Linked DNA regions of Mus musculus: region 1 is linked to region 2. A link is a contact called in public HiChIP or PLAC-seq data. All regions are on one chromosome and are shown on one strand. The core of a region is the stretch at or near the end of the contact, and the rest is flanking DNA. Distances in the headings are between cores, read along the strand shown. Region 1 holds the start of Nr6a1 (nuclear receptor subfamily 6, group A, member 1). Region 2 overlaps Nr6a1 (nuclear receptor subfamily 6, group A, member 1).

The links. HiChIP or PLAC-seq counts read pairs in DNA pulled down with a chosen protein or histone mark.
Region 1: an H3K4me3 HiChIP or PLAC-seq map of embryonic stem cells shows a contact between it and region 2, with 23 read pairs. The contact joins the promoter of Nr6a1 here to the enhancer-like site in region 2. A contact is called at or near these places in 16 of 39 promoter capture datasets (the 3T3-L1 cell line, 3T3-L1-derived adipocytes, the C10 cell line and 11 more), 3 of 15 datasets of contacts at CTCF or cohesin (CD8 T cells and the NIH/3T3 cell line), 41 of 484 Hi-C or Micro-C datasets (the 3T3-L1 cell line, 3T3-L1-derived adipocytes, the AtT-20 cell line and 29 more), 8 of 115 datasets of contacts at active chromatin or transcription factors (the SCID.adh cell line, cardiomyocytes, differentiating embryonic stem cells and 5 more) and 3 of 9 other capture datasets (adipose tissue, liver and pancreatic islet).

The regions. Positions count from the first base shown.
Region 1 is chr2:38,925,045-38,927,744 of GRCm38.p6, forward strand. It overlaps Nr6a1 (nuclear receptor subfamily 6, group A, member 1), which reads right to left and starts at 1,417. Exons shown (of 11, transcript NM_010264.4): 1 at 1,074-1,417. The coding sequence starts at 1,173.
Region 2 is chr2:38,789,779-38,792,478 of GRCm38.p6, forward strand. The region is part of intron 3 of Nr6a1 (nuclear receptor subfamily 6, group A, member 1); the gene reads right to left. Among named protein-coding and RNA genes, the nearest start is that of Nr6a1os, 25 kb to the right of the region's middle. Within about 2 kb of position 1,398, at least 12 of the 459 cell types and tissues checked have an H3K27ac peak or open chromatin away from gene starts, as enhancers often do. A contact at or near this core is called in embryonic stem cells and extraembryonic endoderm stem cells, where this site is marked.

The DNA of each region.
Region 1 (2,700 bases), core at 167-2,666, 140 kb after region 2:
CAATTAATTTTTAGTGCCTCCTAACTGTCCCCAGTGTTTGCATTCAATCTGAAATCTGTTACTTGTTAGACACTGTTCGGGTCCTAGATCTTCCAGAGAATTGCGCGTTTATGGCGCAGAGAGGGGAGGAGGCAGGGATCTCTGAGAGCCTGCCCTTTATTCGGAAATGAGGAGATGTGAAAGGTGGAAGGCAGGGCAAATAAATAAATAAATCGGGTTTGCCGCGGGAGCGTTGGCCTGCCGCAACGAGCACCCTTTGTAATGCAGGCCTCCCGGGGCTATCGCCTGCGCTAATTGCTCCAGGGCGCTTTCCAAGTTCAAAAGTTCACCTTTTACGACCTCACAAAAGCTCCTTACACTTTACCAATAAAAACATTCCGCCGCAAACACCGAGGGGGGGGGATATCAAACAGAAACAAATAAAACATTGAGCCAGGGAGGGAGCGAGAGCCAGCCCGGAGGAACCTGAGGACTGGGCTGGGAACAAGGGGACGCAAGCGGCCGGGCCAGGTGAGGAATTCTCAGCACCCCGGAAGAGATAGGCTGGGCGGCGCGGGAAGCGTCCGGCAAACGCCGGGAAAAGGCAGGTGTCCCGGTGCCCCAGGATCCCGCTGGAGACCTGAGCCAGCAGAAAGTCGTCGCCTAGAAGAATGAGTCTGAGTAAAGGAAGGCCAGGGGACAGGAGTGAGCACCGAGGTCCGAGAAGGACCATTACCGGTCTGCCCAGAGGCGGAGGCTCACGGGCTGGGAGGAAGCTCGGGACAGTGGAGGAGGAAAACGCTCCAGGATAGGTGCAGGGCGCAAAGGTGTGGAGTCTGCGAGCTCCCTGGTGAAGGAAGAGAGGGTGCTCCGTGCACCAGGGCCTCCTGGGGGAGGAGAAAGGGTTGGCGCAGAGGGGACGGGGGGAGGGGAGGGTCCGAGCAGAGGGGACCGGGGACCCTGCCTGGAGAGTGCGAGCCCAGGGTGGAGTCCTCACTGAGGAGCTGCCCGGCATCCCGGAGCTAGAGTCAGCTTAGAGAAAGAGGGGGTCGCGGGCGTTGGCACCGCCCGGGCTCAGAAGGCCCCTTACCCACCGTTGCGCGGCGGCGGAGGGAGCGCGGCGGGCGGCTCCAGGAACCCCGCCGAGCCCCCGCCGCCTCCCCCTCCGCTAGGTGGCCGTTCGTCCCGCTCCATGCGGCGGTGCTCAGGGCCCTCTCGGGCTTCGCTGCTCCGCCATGACTTGCGCCTTCGTAGTCGTCGTCCTGGTCTTCCACGGGGGGAGGGGGCTGTCAGGGGCCGGCAGGCTCTCGGCCGCCGCACTCTCTGGGCCCCTGAGCCGCCCGGCTCCGCGCCCCTCCGCGCCGCGCCCCCTCAGCACTGGCCAGCTCCCTCCTCTGACGTCACGCGCCGCTGCCACGCACATGCCCGTGAGGAATTCTGGGAAATGTAGTCCTCCCAACGAGGCTGCCCACACGGGACTCTACCAAATAAAGGGGTGATGGAAAAAAAACAGGAAGACCTAAGTAGGGAGAACCCAAACCTATCACTATTACAAACTCTAATAAAATTTCTAATATATTAATATAATAAACGGCTATGTCAGAGTTTTCTCTCTATTGTAACTTATTCGTGATCATAGTGCTCTATGATTCCAACTATTTCCCCACACTAATAATGAGCCTTTCCAAGGAGGCGTATCCACCGGGAACCGGGTGAGCACGTGCAACCAAGCCCAGCCCTGTGGGGGAAGGCCCCAGGGGGCGGGGTGTGTAGGTACTCATGAGGGCTTTCCTCCCGGGCTGAGCGACAAATTGGACCAGAGATTAAAGGACCCGAGTTTAACCCGAGGTGACTGCGTTCGTATGCAAATAGAATCTATACAACTCTGCTTTCCGGAGAAGTGTTTAAAGCCCCTTTACCTCCGGGTGGGCGGGAAAGATTAAAGTTTCTCTTCCTCCTCTTTCATTCCCCGCACCCTGCCCATAGAACAGATGGACAAACTAAGATCACTTCCACTGATGCCACCAAAGAAAACTTGAGACCCCTGACTCCTTGTGTCTTAAAGAGTTCTGTTTTAAGAATGTCCCTTTCCCGGAGTGTTCCCCTTCCCACTCCTGTTCAGTATACCTGTCTCAAAAATGAGAGGTGTAATAAGAATCGGATCCAGTGATAAGAGACCAACTCTCACATACACGCTATCGCCTCAGTTTACAGAAGTTCCCACCAAATAAAATCCTGGATTTTCTCCCCTTCCTCCTCCAGGGCCCACCTCCCGCTGCCACCAGGTGGCGCGCGGCCATGGGGCTCTCAGGATTAGGGGTGGTGGTGATTTTCAGAAATGCCCCGCGCGCGTTCTCTCTCTCTCTCTCTCTCTCTCTCTCTCTCTCTCTCTCTCTCTCTCTCTCTCTCTCTCTCTCACACACACACACACACACACACACACTACACAACCCGCGCACACACACACACACACACACACACACACACTATACAACACACACACCTCCCTTAGGAAAAGACTTATTAAGTTTCAGTCTAGAACTTAAATGCTATCTAGCTTACTATAAATCAAAGAACTCTGGTGCTTTGCTGGGCTTTCCTCTAATGGGCCGTATCGAAGCGGTTTCATTCTGTCACTTCATTCTGCCCCATGTGCCCCTGGAATCCTCTGGCTCTTGTGAGTCATTCTTTACTTAATTGTTTAGAAGTCTTTACTTGGCT
Region 2 (2,700 bases), core at 148-2,647:
TGAGGCTTCTGGATTTGATATGTAGTACCAAACAAACTAGGCATGGTAGCTAAAAGGTTCTGTCCAGCCTTCATGGGTTCTGGAAGAGAGGAGGAGTGAGGACAGAAAAGAAATGCTGAAAAATTCTCCTATCATCAATGGTTGGATGTGTTTGAGAAGATATCATCTTGAAAATTACTAAGTAAGGAAAAGAAGCCTTTAATCTGTCTTTTCATTACACTATGTGTGCTGGCTAGTTCTACGTTAACATGGCGTAAGCTATAGTTATTTTGGAAGAGGTACTCTCAATTGACAAAATGTCCCACTAAATTGGCCTGTAGGCAAGTCTGTGGTACATTTTCTTGATTGGTAATTAATGTGGAAGGCCCCAGCATACTGGTAGCCACTGGTGGGCTGGTTGTCCTGAGTGTATAAGAAAGCAGGCTGCATAGGCAATGAGAAAAAAACCAGTAAGCAGCGTTCCTCCACAGCCTTTGCATCAGCTCCTGTCCTGATTCGCTGAATAATAGACTATAAACTATAAGATTAAATTCCTTTTAATCTACAAACTTAAGATAATTCCTTTCTGTCCCAAGTTGCTTTGGGTCATAATATTTTATCACAACAACTGAAAAGTAACTATGGAACAAAGGACAACAAATGAAAAAAAATTGGAGTTAGAATATTACTATGGAACAGCCCTAGGTACTGATCATCAAGATATTATAAGAATATTGCAAGAATAGAGAACACAACAATTCAACATCCTCAGGGAGTATTCTCCTCAAAAGTTGAATCTGTGAAGATGATAATCTCTAACCTCCATCTACAAAATTATACAACTATAAGATTCAGAAAGACACATTCATCTACATCACAAAGATATACCAGCAGAACCCCTCCCAACACCCAGTTTTCACAGTGTGCTAGCAAATTCTGAGTGCACTACTCACTCTGCATGATAAAAAGGTGAAATGCCCCTCACCACTTTGTAGTTAGCAAGGTTAAAGAGATTATTTTAACTTTATCTGGGTGTTTCAAAAAAGACCATAACTAACCTTCCTCTTTGAACTAATATTAAGTTAGAGTGCTATTGTGAGAGACCATCTGGGACTATGCTCTTTCTAATCTATTAGTCTTCCTTAAATTCACTTTCTTTACAAATCAAAACCAAAACCAAAACCCCAAACTAGGATCCAGCCATCCTAGTTGGAAATACTATCCTGTCACTAAGATCCTTTTACACTCACAAATCTAGAAACTTTGTTTGTTCTTGAGTACAATGAGTCAGTTTTCCCACCAGAATCTTTGTCCCAAAGCCCACTGGAATGTTTGTTCACACATCTCTTAGAGGTAAGGAAGGGGACACCATCCTCCTTTCCCTTGTTCCAGAATTAGTGACAAAGAGTTCAACATTTAAAGCAAGTCAACATTGAGCAAGCCCTACTCTGTGACAAACAATAGGTTGGAAAGTCAAGATCCCCTCCTTGTAGAGATCAAGCCAGCAGGAGATACAAGGACACTTCTGAGATGAGGGGCAAAACACAATGTGTGCTCAGAGAAGAATGACCTGTCTCAGCTGGGGTGGGAGCAGATCCTCTCTGTGGTATTGGCATCTACATATATAGCTGAGTATTTAATGAATTAAAAACAAAGGCTGGGGCTGGAGAGATGGTTCAGTGGTTAAGAGAACTGACTGTTCTCTTCCAAAGGTCCTAAGTTCAATTCCCAGCAACCACGTGGTGGCTCACAACCACTTGTAAGGGGATGAGATGCCCTCTTCTGGTGTGTCTGAAGAGAACTACAATGTACTCACATACATACGATAAATAAATAAATCTTTAAAACAAACAAACAAACAAACAAAACAAAGGCTGGCCTGGCATGGTTGTGTACACCTTTAATCCAAACATTCAGGAGGCAGAGGCAGGTAGATCTCTAGAAGTTTGAGATCAGCCTGGTCTTCAAAGCAAATCCAGGATAGTCAGGGCTGTTACACAGAGAAACCAGTCTCAAAAACAAGCAGGGCAATGGTGGATTTCTGAGTTCGAGGCCAGCCTGGTCTACAAAGTGAGTTCCAGGACAGCCAGGGATATACAGAGAAACCCTGTCTCGAAAAACCAAACAACAACAACAACAACAAAACTAGATATCAAATAAAAGATATTGGGCTTCCATTGGTGACTTGAACACTACCTCCTCTGTGCCATCTCTCAGAGATAGACTCTTGGGAGCAAACCTTCTTTTGGAACCAAAGGTATTATCTATGCAATCCTTAAGACAACAGCAGTATGGCAAACAGTGAAAGGATGTGAGGAAAGACCAATGGCTTTCAGGAATTCTTTCCTTGAACTTGTCCAAGCATCTCTTCCTAATAATGCTCCTTAGGAAAAAAAAAAAAAAAAACCCAAGCATTACTGCAGGATTTGTCCTTCAGAAAAAAAAAAAATCTGGGTTACAGGAAAAGGAGTGCATACTGGATAGTATACAAAATAATCTCATAGATTATTCCCTTCTTTGAGTTTCTTAACTGAGTTAGTCAGTTGCAATTCTTATCAGTCTATGAATCTGCTTGGTCATGCCCTTAAAAATTACCTACTTACAATTCTTATGCTACTGGGAAGGTAAATCCTCCTATGTAATGGGTCACTGTCAAAACTAGTTTTCAGGATCACTGTCTAGCCTCCTCTATTAAAAGGTTATCACATAAGCTGGTACACT